Linked DNA regions of Mus musculus: all the other regions are linked to region 1. Evidence: chromatin contacts called from public HiChIP or PLAC-seq data. All regions are on one chromosome and are shown on one strand. Each heading gives the region's core, a stretch centred on a gene start, on an enhancer-like site or on the middle of the called end of the contact. The rest is flanking DNA. Distances are from core to core; before and after follow the strand shown. Region 1 overlaps Got1 (glutamic-oxaloacetic transaminase 1, soluble). Region 2 overlaps Entpd7 (ectonucleoside triphosphate diphosphohydrolase 7). Region 3 overlaps Entpd7 (ectonucleoside triphosphate diphosphohydrolase 7).

Region 1 (4,516 bases), core at 1,304-3,803:
TTATCATAACTTGACAAGTGGTAGGAATAGACTGAACCTGATTTGAACCTCATTTGAAGTTTGTCATCATTTTGTTTTTGTTTGTTTGTGTTTTCTGGGGTTGTTGGGAGGGAGTTTCAAGCCACGGTTTCTCTGTGTGGCCCTGGCTGTCCTGGATCTCACTCTGTAGACCAGGCTGGCCTCAGACTCAGAGATCTGCCTACCTCTGCCTCCCAAGTGCTGGGATTAAAGGTATGCACCACCACCGCCCAGCTTCATTCATTGATTTTTTTTTTTTTAATGATAGAGTTTGTTCTATTTTTTTCTCTTCCCCCCATTTCCTTAAGAAAACGTACAGAGCCAGGTATGGTGGTACACAGCCTTTCGTTCAGCACTCGGGAGGCAGAGGAGAGCGTTGAACTTTTCCTATGCCCCATCTGTGAAATGGGCATGATAGGTTATCACCAAGAATACTGAAGCGCATAGCACACTGCCTAGCATGTCACACTTGCCCACTAGTTTGTGTGATTTTATTGTTCTACTTCATTTTTAATGGGCTAATTAAGCAAAAAATATGCTAGAGTTCTATCACAGTTTTGCAGAGAAACAAAATCACTGTAGTGATGAGGACATGCAGGCCTCTGTCCCCTTCTGCTTTCACGTGTGGGGTTTTTTCCTGCAACCATGGAATCCCTGATGCATCCTAGGAGGCTGAAGGATGAGTGGTCCAGAGGCTAGAATGTGGTGGTCCCTAGGTCACGGGGTCTGGGTCACAGGGTCACAGAGCCTGTTGGTTCACTTACATGCCGGTTATCTGTACATTGTGATGGGCTCCTGTCAAATGTACTCTGAGATGAAAGGCTCACTGGAGGTTGTTGGATGCTCAGGACTGGAGCCCCAAAGCCGGTGTCGAGCACCTATCAGGGTTTCCCGATCAGGGTACTTCCCTTGTGTCTGATGGCTGCTCTCAGTTGAGAGGGGTATCTAACGTGCAAGGTCTGGCTGGGAGGTCATCCCGGCTTCAAAGCTGCCCCTCTGCTGTAGTCATATTGTCAACGTCCTGAAAATTGAACATGAATTACTGAGAAATCTTTCCAGGATCTAGTGAGTAGTTTCCTGTTGGTTGATTGCACCAGTCTGAGTTAAGGAGGAAGAAGGAAGATGGTGATCTCTGAGTGTCCACTGCTTAAGTCAGTGTCTTGCCCTCCTGTCTTCTCTACAGCCAAGCAGGTCGAGTATTTGGTCAACGAGAAGCATATCTATCTCCTGCCGAGTGGTCGGATCAACATGTGCGGCTTGACCACCAAGAACCTAGATTACGTCGCTACCTCCATCCATGAAGCCGTCACCAAAATCCAGTGAAGAAACACCTCGTAGTTCACGCCACCAAAGCAGTTCTTGTCACACCTTTCCTGCCTGCGCAAACCTAGCTGTACCTAGCTGTACACGTCCTTTATTAGAGATGACCGAGGGGAAGCAGCTGCTGTTTAGCTGACCCCCCACATGAGAAGACGTTTCTTGAAATGAGCCCCGGGGGCTCTGGGGTTAGAGCCTGTTGGAAACCAGAGTAGATTAAAGTTATTTAAGAATAAAAAGAACTTTGGCTATGAGATGTAATCACCTTGCCTTCCTCTCTAGCATTCTGCAGGAGTGATGCCCACGGAGCCTTGGGCTTCTGCGTGTTGCCTGACTGTACAAAAGTCTAGTCTCAAAGATCAAGTTGGTCTGAGGAGCCGGATGTGACTGTGGGTGTTGGCTGGGGCATTAAAACTCATCATCGCCACCCATCTCTGTCTCTCGTCACCCTGATCTCCCCGCACGGTTGTGTCCCTGGTCTGGAACATTAGTTTTTTTAAGGCAACTGTGGCCAATATTTATATCATGACATACAAATGGATTTACGTATTTGACTGAAATGAAAGTTCCACTAAACGGTATTTGCTCTTGTGATATGTGGCACATTGTGATATTTTCTTAGTCTGTTCTGTTTTATTTAAAAAATAAAACTGCTGATCAAGACAAGTGAAATGGAGTTTGTGATCCATTCATGAGTTGCCACCCACAGTTTAGAATGAAGTCTTTAGAGGGGTTCACTGATGGCAAAGGTAAAGGAAAAAACAAAATGTGTTCATGAAACTGGAAGTTCAAGTAGGATCCAGGCTGTAAGTCCATGTTGCTTTTGTAGGTTTATCGTTCAGACACCAGCCATTTTCTTAAGAAACTAGGATGATATCATTTAGAGGGATTCTAGAATACCAGCTCTTTCCGTCACCGCTGGAGCTGCTATGTCCCTAGTGTATTGAAAACATTACAGCTGCTTAAACATCACAAGTTCCAGAGTCCCTGAACTCTGGGAAAAGGGTGGGTCTGGAAAAATTGGTAGGGCTATGCCTTACTTTAAGCAACAGAGTAACCACTTTTCAAAATATTTAAGAGTAGCTTTTCAGAATTTCCCAGGACTCCCTTGAGGTATAAAAATCCCACGATTTTTAAAGATGGTCGGCTCCAGAAGTCACCAGGTCTAGCCTGGCTACCGCAGTGAAACAGTCTGCTTGCTTCCTGTTGTCTCTGACTCACCCCCTTTCCTCTGGGTGTGGTACGGAATTCTTTCCAAGCTTACCAAGACACCCTGTTCTGTTAGTAGGGCCTTTTAGTTTAAAAAAAGACCTTTGACCTTGAGCCAGAATTTGGACTGTTGCTGTCATTCTGCCGTCATTCCTCATTCCTTTCTTTGAATCAGTCTGTTGGTACTGAAACAGTCTGGCTTCCTGCCTTCGGAGAGGAACGGTGGTTATCCCTGGTCTGGCTTTCCTTTGCAAAGCCCTCCGCCCTTGCAGATCCTACCATCTGGCTGGGCTGACTCTCTGTAGGTGCCCCAGGCTGCTGGGTGTGGACGAGGTAAAGGTTATTAGACGTTAGCTTGCAGCTTGTTTCCATTTGTATCCTTTATTGAGGTTTGTTCTTTCAGCTCTAGGATGCTGCCTTCCCTGGAAGAGTTTCTTGCATTCTCCCTAGGGGTGGCTTAAGCCATCAGACTCCAGTACCTCTGATGGGGACAGACTTGGTTGTTGTGAGCAAAAGAGCATTGCTTGTTGCTCTTGCAGAGGACTGGGGTTCTGTTTCTAGCACCCACATGAAACCACAACTGCCCGGAATTCCAGATCAAGGGGATCTGACGCCCTCTTCTGGCTTCCAGGGGTACCTACATATGCTAAGGCATACACATAAATAAATCTTAAAAAACAATTTTGATCAATGTGGCCCTCCAAAATGTCCTACCCAGTAACCACCCCCCACCTTTTTTTTTTTTTTTTTTTTTTTTGAGACAGGGTCTCTCTGTGTATCCCTGACTGTCCTGGAACTCACTCTGTAAACCAGGCTGGCCTTAAACTCAGAAATCTGCCTGCCTCTGCCTCCCGTGCTGGGATTAAAGGTGTGCGCCACCACTGACTGGCTCCCCAGTAAACTCTTACTAGGGCATACTTTTCTTGTTAGGGAAAGAGAATTTTTCTTCTAGTTTTTTATTTTTAAATTTATTTTATAAAAATTTATTTATTAGAAAAATTTCTAATTTTTCTTCTAGGGGGAGTGCCAAAACTATTTAAATTAAGGAAACAACTTTAAGTCTCAATGCCAGTACCAACATGCTAAAAAAGTTTTTAGTATTTTAAAGAAAAAAAAAAAAGATGAAGTGGGACAAATTGGTTAGCGTGTCCTGTACTGTGTCTGGGGTTCTGTGGATGTTTGGGGGACACTGCAAGAGCTCTCAGATGTGGGTGCATGGTAGACTTCAGAGGTGGGCAAACAGAAAACTCCAACTTGCCAAAACTTCAATCAAGTTGTCCAAAGGCATCAGCGCCTTTGAGAGGCAGTTTTGAGAAATGAGTTAAGCAGCCTTTATTACACCACCTGCTAAGTGTAGCCCAGAGAAAACAGCCTTTAGCGTATTAAGGAAAGAATAGCCCCGATTGGGTCTCCAGAGAAGAATCCTGTATTGTTCCAGCATAACCCTCTAATGGTCTTGTTACACTGCTTGCAAGCTGCCTGGCTGGTCCGCCTTCTGGAGCCAGCTAACTGCACACGGAACCTCTGGCCCACTGCTTTCTTGTTCCTGCCTCTAGCCTTTGCGTAGGAACCACTGGAATGGGGCCATCTTGATGTTCCAGAAGGTCCGAGAAAGCCAGCAGAGTCTCAGGGGTGTAGGGTCTGGCCTCCAACATCCTGGTCTTTTCTCATGGTCACATGGGTTCAGCAGCCACTGGCCCTTCTCAGTATCCTCTTAATACCCCCTTGTCTCCACTTACATCCAGTCTTAGGTTTACTTCCCTCTTCTGCCGTTCATTCCTATAAAAATCCGACTCACCTGACTTCCCAAAGCAAAGTCTACCTGAAGTACCCGAACTTTGCTGTAACCTTACCTCAGCCTCGCACCTGCCTCAAGGGTAGTTAGTGCCCTGCAGGCAGGTGGGCCACACAGGTGAGATGTTGACACCTGTGCATTGTCTGACACGCATCTCAAATGAAACCATTTTCAAAC
Region 2 (4,516 bases), core at 1,034-3,533, 240 kb before region 1:
GCTGGCTGCCACACACCAGTCAGGCTCCTTGGCTCTGCTCAGTGGTGCCCTTTGGCTCATGAATGAACTCCGAAGAGTCCCTAAATAATTCTCAGAGGATCATTTCCTAGGACTGGAACTGCCTTGGAAACTCATCACCAAACACAAGAACTTAGCCTTTTCTAAGACGGTGGTATTGACATGCCACATGGTTTCCAAATTGGTCAAGTCATTCAGAACTGTTCTGAGATGGGCACTGGACCACGAACATTACTAAGGTGTGCTTATACCAGAGGTTTCCTTTAAAACTCTGCTACATAAACAAGGATCTGCCATTTGCTGCTTCATAAGAGGCGGGCTGACTTCTTAGATCTTGGTTTCTATGTCCTGCCCACTAGTCAGGCTTCTGGTGACAGTGACAGATTCAGGAACACGTGCCCCTGTGGAGCTACTCGACCAGTTGGCTGGTGACTGCATGTTAGTTTGTTACCAAGGTCTAAAATTGTCATATTTTCTGGTTTTGATAAGCAGCTAACTAGCTAGGTTTGTGAAGTGAATATTCTTTTATGCATATGTGTGTTTGTGTTAATATATGCCATGTGTGTACGGGTGCCCATGGAGGCCAGGGAAGGTGCTGGGTCCCTGGAGCTGGACTTAAAGGTGATTTTAATATGCCTGATACGGGTGCTAGTAACCAAACACGGGTCCTCTGGAAGAGCAGCAGGCACTTTTAACAGCTAAGCCATCTCTCCAGCCCTGGAGTGTATATTATTAAAATTAAATGTTGACAATTTCAAGTTTTAAAAAATATATGGAGGCTTAACATGTCTGACCTGAGGTTGCACATTTGCAGTTTCTGAACAAGATGATCAGGTTTTTTTTTTTAACTCTAATAATTATTCTGTGAGTCTCGGTGTATCCTAAAGGATACTGTTCTTAGCTAGTCTTAGCAAAAACAAACGCACATGTGTTTCACTCCTCAAGTCCCAGGCCCTGCTGGGCTTGTGTTATTGCACAAAAGAGGTTCCCTCAACCTCAGAACAAGACTCATCCTAGACCTAAGCGATCACAAGGCCTCTGAACAGGACTGGGCTGGGTTGAAGTTCTGCCAGCTTGTTCCCATTCCCTCCGAATCGCTACCGCACCTACCGTGCCTCATTTAACCTGTTGGGCCTGTGTCAGCAGGGTAGAAACTCCGCTAGACAGGAGCCTTCCAAGAAGGGGACCAGGGCAGCTTGCACACCCTCTGCTTCCCAACTCCAAATCCGCACTCTTCAGTTAGAAGCAATCAGCACAGGGCTGGAGGGTCCAGCCAGAGACCACTCGGAACCGGTTTATAGTCACCCCAAGCACATGGCAACTGGAGTCAGCTCAAGTCTCAGATATTTTGCTGCAGGTTTTTGTTTGTTTGTTTGTTTGTACTACAGTTAAGCATGTTCGGAACAGATCCAATATTTAGCTGTTTAACTGCTTTATGGTATATATATATATATATATATATATATACACATACATACACACACACACACACACACACACACACCCTAAATACACCCTAATACAATTATTGATTTATGCCCCAAATGTCTATTTCAGAAAAATCCATTGCACACTTAAAGGATTAAATAATTTCTTTTAATGTTTTCAACAGTCTGTCCACAATTCTGTCAATTGTTTTTAATTTATAAATAAAGGTAATTAAAACATGTATTTTCAGTCAGCTAACCCAGGATTTTTGTTTGGGATTGATTAGGCCATTAACTCTTATGACATCATTTAATTTTTCTAAGAATTTACTTATTATTGTGTGTGCATGTACATGACAGGGGATATGCATTGTACATGCACGTGCATGCAGAGAAAAGGGGACAACTCCTGCGAGTTGGTTCTCTCCTTCTGTCTTTGTGTGGCGATTGCTTTGTACCGCTGAGCTGTCTCACTGGCTCAGGTTTGCGTCTTTAACCTGCACTGAGATCTGGTTTCCTGCGGCAGGGTCAGTGAGACTGCCTGAAGTGAAGTTGGTTGCAAAGACCAGCTCTGATAATCAGGAGTTTAGAATAGCAGTTTACCTGCAGCCCTCCTGGTCTTGGGGTGAATGGGGGGTTCTATGTGGGCATATGCCACACAGAGCCACATAAGACGCTGCACATTTTCTAGAGCTCCACATCTATCAGAATATTAAGAACTATTCCATGAAATTTAAGAATTCCACAAAAATTCGTTTTTCCACCGCCTGGCTGACAAAATTCTTAACGTAAAGCATGTAAAAAGAGCCGCCTCAGCCACCGGAAGCAGGGCGGTCCCAAAGCCTTTGTCCTTAAGGTCATGGGTCACAGTGGAAGGAGCCGTAGCCACTGCAGAGACCGTGCTAAAGGTAGAAATCCTGGAGGAGATGTAGTGTATACTCCAGCTTCAACTAAACGGACAGTGTGGGACAGCGTGGAAGGAGAACTTGAACAGAAACCTGACCGGTTGGAGGGCCCGGGATCCCTGCTGGCAGAGGCGGGCTTGAGTAAAGGGGCAGAGCCGAAATCAGGCTGGACTCACCAGGACCCCCTTCAAACTGTGCGGTAGCTCAGATTGAGAATGTCCTCCAAGGGCCATCTGTTAAAGGCTTGGTCCTCATGGTGGCATCGTTGGGAATGGTGGGACCCTCGTGGCCAAGCTTCCTAGAAGGTCTTCACATCATTGGAGGATGAGTGAGACTCCCAACTCCATCCTTTCTTGCATCCTGGTCATGAGCTAAGCATCCACTCTGCGTCACATGCCTGCTGCAACGTACACTTCACTGCGGGCTCAGAGCAGAGGGACACTTGACTACTGAGTTGACCATCTACAGCTGTGAGCCAGAACAACCCGTTCTCTGTATAAACGATCTCAAGTGTTTGGTTACAGTAAACGGACTAGCAGCCTGGGGGTGGGGGTGGGAGTCAGGGGTCTGGTAGTAATTGTCCTGCTTTAAGGAGAGGCTCAGGAATAGACACATCTTCAAGCTTGTCTGACATGCAGGCATGGTTAAACAGCCTATGACTCAGAACATTTTCAACTCAAGTTTTCATGCCATGGAAGCAATGGCCTGGTTCATATTTGAAAAACTGGAAGCCCTTATAGCATGAGCAATAATTCCATTTTACAATATAAAAAAAGTCTTTTTATTGCTCCGATTTCCAGAAATGAAAATGGTCTGCTGGTGTGTGGTTCTCCTCTGTCCTTCTAATGATAGTATTAACAAACAAAAATAATGAACTACTAGGCCAAGGGGAAATATGAAACCCTTCAAAGACAGCCGATGGGGATATAAAACAAGACAAAGCTGGCTTAAAATAGAACCTTAACAAGCCTCCCACCAAAACAGAAAGCCTGGAATGGACAGGAACCCACGCAGGGTACAACAGCTTTTCCAGTTCGATCACATCCAAGTTAGGAGGAGGGTGAAGGTCAAGGACAGAGCCACCCACCATACAGACCATTACCTAAAAGTATTTGATTTCAATCATTGTTTTGCAATCATGGTTTACAAAAATATTTGTTATTCTGTATTGTTAGTCAAAGGTGCCAAAACTTGGTTCTTAGTCCTCATTTTTGAACATACTAATTTTTATAATGCCAGCAAAATCTTCACGAGTTTGGCAGAAGTCTACCTTCCCCACAGCAAAGACGGAGGGTAAAACATAAACTAAGAGACCGATTTAAGAGACTCTGAAACAGCCAATGCTGTTCCTACTTAATTCCTAGTCCAGCTAAAATGAAGTCACATACAAATCCCAGTCTAGAAACTTCCCAAGAATCGCCACCTATTCCATAATGAGGTAGATATCTCTATTATGCATTTGTACCTTCATTCAGATTGTAATTATTGGAATGTTGTGGGTAAGAAAAAAATTGTGCAAAGTTAAGCTAATGGCTTAAACATAAAACCAAAAGTATTTTAAATACTAAAACAGATGCAGCGAAAACTTGGCTAATGAGATCCCATTTGAAGTCTACCCTCAGGGATGAGTTGAGAGCAATGTCCTCAGCTCCATATAACAGAGTTCTTAACCTATGGAACTCCGGGAAGCCTTACTGTAAGGAAGGGAAGTCTGGACCCCATAATACGAAAGCAATAAACAGGATACAATGCACCAAACAGAAACTCAAAGACTAATTAAAATAAATTAAGAAATATATTTATATTGAGAAATGATAAAGATAGGTATCCTGAGATTTTTTTTTTCCAAACTATAAAAAGAATGTAGGGGTATCAATCCGAAAGGCTGCCGTAATGATTAAATGATATATAGTAAAGAACACAACATTAAGAGGGATACAAATAAGTGCTTGACAGATGGAAGCTTCTAGTAGCATCAGGACAAAGAGGAAGATCAGTAATGAGAGCTTTACAACCAGACCATTACCACCTCCCTCCTCCAGTCTCAATTGGAGCCCATGAACATGGCCACTGTTAACCTGCCCAGGGACTTCTGACTAGATCTCTCAACACACCAAGACAGCTATATAGAAACCAAGATGAAGCTAAATGTTCCCTGAGGAAGCA
Region 3 (4,516 bases), core at 826-3,325, 200 kb before region 1:
CAGAGACAGTAATTTAAGAGCAGAAAAAAAAATCAACATTACTTCAAATACTATACTCGGGCTAGAATTTGCATAATAGTATGTTGGGTGGCCTAGACCCTTTATTTCTTTATTTGCTGCTGGCTTTGTTTTTCCATGGCAAGGTCTCAGCACCCCTCCCTCTCAGGTGTTGGGGTGATAGGCAACTAAATGCTTTATTTCTAAATCAAATGACAAGGCAAACATTTTCACAGCCTGGAAATGGTGACGCACCCCTTTGATCCCAGTACTTAGGAGACAGAAGCAGGTGGATCTGTGAGTTTGAGGCCAGCCTGGTCTACAGAGCAAATTCCAGGATAGCCAGAGCTATACAGAGAATCCCTGTCTTTTTTTTTTTTTTGGTTTGAATTTTCGAGACAGGGTTTCTCTGTGTAACCCTGGCTGTCCTGGAACTCACTCTGTAGACCAGGCTGGCCTTGAACTCAGAAATCCACCTGTCTCTGCCTCCCAAGTGCTGGAATTAAAGGTGTGCACCACCACTGCCGAATCCAAAAGAAAAAGAAACAAAAGAAGGAAGGAAGAGAGGGAGAGGAGGGGAGAGGAGAAGAGAGGGAAAAAAAGGAAAATAAAGGGAAAAGGAATAATTTTCACTCCCACTTTATGCACTGATATAAACTGGATTGTAGAACTAATTAAGACACCACCCCAAGATTACCCACATAACAAAGGATTAGGGCTAGTTAACCCTAAAACCACAATACCACCCCAAGGAACCATAATGAGTGTTCTCAACGAGGCTGCATATCAGAAGCCTCTGCACTTCAGAGAGACCTTGTCACCTCCATTTATTACAAGTCCCTTAGTGATTTAAAGATACAAAGGCTAAAAGCAACTATTCAAGATCACCATTAACTAAGTGATCAGACTGTATAAATAAAAGTTTTAAGAAAATAGAAAGAACTGTTCCCTAGTGTATATATATATATATATATATATATATATACTACTATATATATAGGGAACAGTATATATATATATATGTTCCCATGATAGATACTGTAGAAATTTTACATTATTCAGTGTATTTTTTCCCAGTATTTCTGAGTCAGGCTCTTACTCTGTAGCCTAGTCTGCCTTCCTTCCCTAGGCTTGGAACACAAGCATGCCACACAACACCTGGTTTCCAGCTGCCTTTAATAAATTCCTCCTTGGCCTCACCGCCCCATGCCAGTTACCACTGCTTTTAGGGCACCTGCGTCTATCGACAACCTGAACCCACAGTGGCCATCATTCTGATTTGCTGTTATCTTTGGCTTTGTGTGAAAAGTGAGAGCCATGCTAATTAAAACACTGGCAAAGGAAAGGAGTGGCTGGTGGAATACTGCAACTTTCAGGTCAACCTTGCCTATAGAGCAAGCAAAAGCAAAAACAAAACAGTAAGATGAGAGAGGAGGAGGAGGGAAAGGAAGACAAGGAGGAGGGAGGAGAGGAGGAGGAGGAAGAAGAGAGAGAGGAGGAAGAGGAAGACAAGGAAGAGGGAGAGGAGGAGGAAGAGGAGAGAAAGGAGGAAGAAGACAAGGAGGAGGGAGAAGAGGAGGAAGAAGAGGAGGGGGTAGAAGAACACAAGGAGGATGGAGAGAAAGAGGAGGAGGGAAAGGAAGACAAGGAGGAGGGAGAGAGAAAGGAAGACATGGAGACGGGAGAGGAAGAGGAGGACGAGAACAAGGAAGAAGAAAAGCAAGCAGTATGAAAGGTCCTATCTTATCACAATGTGCATGCACTTTTAGAACATGAGCTTACAGGAGCACATCTGGTTCCTTACTCATGGCTCTCTTATGATTCATTTATGATTAACTCTGTTCCTGATTCTAAAGGACTTATCTCAATTACTCACTAGGCTCTGCCGTCTAATGAGGTTATGAACTCTGTGTTCAGGAGCCACGTTCTGTTCATCTTTGTACCCCCCCCCCACCCCCGTGTCTAATACAATCCTATGAACCCATGGCAAGTTCTCAGAGAATGTTCGACCCCTAGACGCCTCGTGGAGGCTGCCACAAAGAGGAACTTATAGCACACAGCTGTTAGCAGCAGTGTGTACACAGCTGTCCATTAAACAACAATAAGCTCTGGGGTACGAGGCTGCTGATCGCTTGAGCGGGTCGGTTCAGGGTGTTAGGACTTATAGTAATGTCCTTTCAGGGCACAGTGTGTGTCCTCCACAGTTCCACAGCGATCTCATTTCAATTAAACCAACCTAACAAGTAGTTAGATATAGGATCTGGTTGCTTCGGACACAGTGGGTCACTATACCGCCTACCGTCCACTTGGGGCTTTACTCTGCTTTATCTATGCTGCTGCCGTCCAACTTCAGGCTACCCCTCTCTCCGCCCAAGTAAGTCTCTCTGCTTGCATCTTTCCTTCCAATTCATTCTCCACAAGGCCATCAACGTGAGCGTGTTTGTTTGCTTGCTTGCTTGCTTGCTTGCTTGTCTTTCAAGTAGAGCCCTGCCTGCCTTGAAACTCACTTTGTAGACCAGGCTGGCCTGGAACTCAGAGATCTACCTGCTCAGCCTCCCAAGTGCTGGGACCAAAGGTGTGCACCACCACTACTGAGCTTTTTAAAAGAGCAAATCCTAACACACCTCCCTTTGAAACCTTCTAAGCCTTTTCTCTACCCTTACGTTGAAATCTGGAACAATTCCACCCATCCCTGCCTCCCGCTCCTATTCCCACCCTGATCCAACATCATAACCAGCCAGACCCTAATGTACCTGTCCACCCACTACCCAGCTCACCTCTAACCAGCCAGACCCTAATGTACCTGTCCACCCACCACCCAGCTCACCTCTAACCAGCCAGACCCTAATGTACCTGTCCACCCACAACCCAGCTCACCTCTAACCAGCCAGACCCTAATGTACCTGTCCACCCACCACCCAGCTCACCTCTAACCAGCCAGACCCTGATGTACCTGTCCACCCACCACCCAGCTCACCTCTAACCAGCCAGACCCTAATGTACCTGTCCACCCACCACCCAGCTCACCTCTAACCAGCCAGACCCTGATGTACCTATCCACCCACCACCCAGCTCACCTCTAACCAGCCAGACCCTAATGTACCTGTCCACTCACCACCCAGCTCACCTCTAACCAGCCAGACCCTGATCTACCCCTCCACCGTCCAGCTCGCCACTCATCCTCTGACAGTTCACCCATGTGAGCTAATCCATATGGAACCCAGTCAGATCGTGCTGTCTGCCAATGGAAAGCCGTGCTAAGGTCTGCCAAGAAAACCCCATTAAGCAGCAAAGAAACTCAGCTTGTGGTCTGAGATGTAAAACTTGTAATTTTAATTGGCAAATTTCTTTTTCTGTAGTGCCGCAAACAGTATTTTCTCTCCCGGAAAGAAAGACTCTAAACTACAAGTGAAACGAGAGCTCTTGCGGAAGGAAGGTTGAACAGACAAGCAGAGCCCGCACATCATGGCTTTCAACATGATTCTTAACGACAACATAAAATAAGAGATGAGAAATTCTGGGGGCAGAACCGATGAAAAGTAGAACAGGCATTGGTCACAATTCTGACTACAAAAAGCTGCAATGCACGTTTTGCTAGAGGATTCTGGCAAGGTTCACCTCCATCCTTACTATGAAAGGGCCAACCAGAGCCTGCTTCTCTCCTGATGGGACCTGAATGAGGATACCTGTGGCCCTGGGTGCTATTGGCTGCAACTTTACAGCCATTAAATAAGCTGACCCTGTAAACAGCAAGATGGGGAAGTGCAGGGACATCCATCCTGCTGGCTAATGTGGCAGGCGCCATGGCCTCTCTATCACTGGACATCAAGTGATATGCACAAGTAAGGGGGTTTTTGTACTTATTATTATTTAACTCAATCTGAGTTATTACTTGGAGTCCAAAGTCCCTTGATACATGTCTAAGAAGCAATTCAAAAAAAAAAGGAAAAAAGGAAGAAGGGAGAAAGAAAGGAAGAAAGAAAGAAAGAAAGAAAGCCATGTTGAAAATGATGAATACACTATAACATCATTTAATCCTGTAGCCTCAAGAGAAATTCATATAAAAATATAAAAACATGATTTTCCTATAAAAGAATACAAGCCTTCTCGTGCAGTTGGTGGGGCTTTGAAAGCACAGGAAATAATTCAGAAAAATTTTCTGTGGAAAAAAAGGATATTCTGCTTTCCCTGGGCAGAATTAAGAGCACATGAAACATTAAGGAAGACACATTAAATGGGCCAGGCATGGTGGCTCACACCTTTAGGCCCAGCACTCGGGAAGCAGAGGCAGACAGACTTCTATGTAGCTGGAGCTACATAGAGAATCCGAGACTGCCCAAGGCTATCTAATGAGACTCTATTAAAAATAAATAAATAAATAAATAAATAAATAAATAAATAAACAGAAATAAAATATCCAGAATAAAACACAGAGAGAGAGAGAAAAAAGCCCACATCACCAGTTAGCTTGGGGGAAGCGTCCAGGCTCAATGCACATGTAGCCAGAGTCCCCAAAGGA

The links. HiChIP or PLAC-seq counts read pairs in DNA pulled down with a chosen protein or histone mark.
Region 2: a contact with region 1 is called in an H3K27ac HiChIP or PLAC-seq map of embryonic stem cells, with 5 read pairs. The contact joins two enhancer-like sites. A contact is called at or near these places in 3 of 39 promoter capture datasets (the C10 cell line, liver and stem cell-derived epiblast-like cells), 1 of 15 datasets of contacts at CTCF or cohesin (the NIH/3T3 cell line), 2 of 484 Hi-C or Micro-C datasets (embryonic fibroblasts and embryonic stem cells), 2 of 115 datasets of contacts at active chromatin or transcription factors (embryonic stem cells and large pre-B cells) and 3 of 9 other capture datasets (adipose tissue, liver and pancreatic islet).
Region 3: a contact with region 1 is called in an HNF4G HiChIP or PLAC-seq map of pancreatic cancer cells. The contact joins two enhancer-like sites. A contact is called at or near these places in 1 of 15 datasets of contacts at CTCF or cohesin (the NIH/3T3 cell line), 1 of 484 Hi-C or Micro-C datasets (embryonic stem cells), 5 of 115 datasets of contacts at active chromatin or transcription factors (embryonic basal ganglia, embryonic forebrain, embryonic midbrain and 2 more) and 4 of 9 other capture datasets (adipose tissue, embryonic stem cells, liver and 1 more).

Annotation. Positions count from the first base shown.
Region 1 is chr19:43,497,243-43,501,758 of GRCm38.p6, reverse strand. It overlaps Got1 (glutamic-oxaloacetic transaminase 1, soluble), which reads left to right. Exons shown (of 9, transcript NM_010324.2): 9 at 1,202-2,007. The coding sequence ends at 1,341. Among named protein-coding and RNA genes, the nearest start is that of Got1, 25 kb to the left of the region's middle. Within about 2 kb of position 2,553, at least 88 of the 459 cell types and tissues checked have an H3K27ac peak or open chromatin away from gene starts, as enhancers often do. A contact at or near this core is called in embryonic stem cells and pancreatic cancer cells, where this site is marked.
Region 2 is chr19:43,732,293-43,736,808 of GRCm38.p6, reverse strand. Entpd7 (ectonucleoside triphosphate diphosphohydrolase 7) reads right to left here. Exons shown (of 13, transcript NM_053103.5): 13 at 2,956-4,516. Cox15 (cytochrome c oxidase assembly protein 15) reads left to right here. Exons shown (of 9, transcript NM_144874.4): 9 at 1-3,555. The coding sequence ends at 88. Among named protein-coding and RNA genes, the nearest start is that of Cox15, 18 kb to the left of the region's middle. Within about 2 kb of position 2,283, at least 4 of the 459 cell types and tissues checked have an H3K27ac peak or open chromatin away from gene starts, as enhancers often do. A contact at or near this core is called in embryonic stem cells, where this site is marked.
Region 3 is chr19:43,693,165-43,697,680 of GRCm38.p6, reverse strand. All of the region lies in intron 3 of Entpd7 (ectonucleoside triphosphate diphosphohydrolase 7), which reads right to left. Among named protein-coding and RNA genes, the nearest start is that of Entpd7, 5.7 kb to the right of the region's middle. Within about 2 kb of position 2,075, at least 52 of the 459 cell types and tissues checked have an H3K27ac peak or open chromatin away from gene starts, as enhancers often do. A contact at or near this core is called in pancreatic cancer cells, where this site is marked.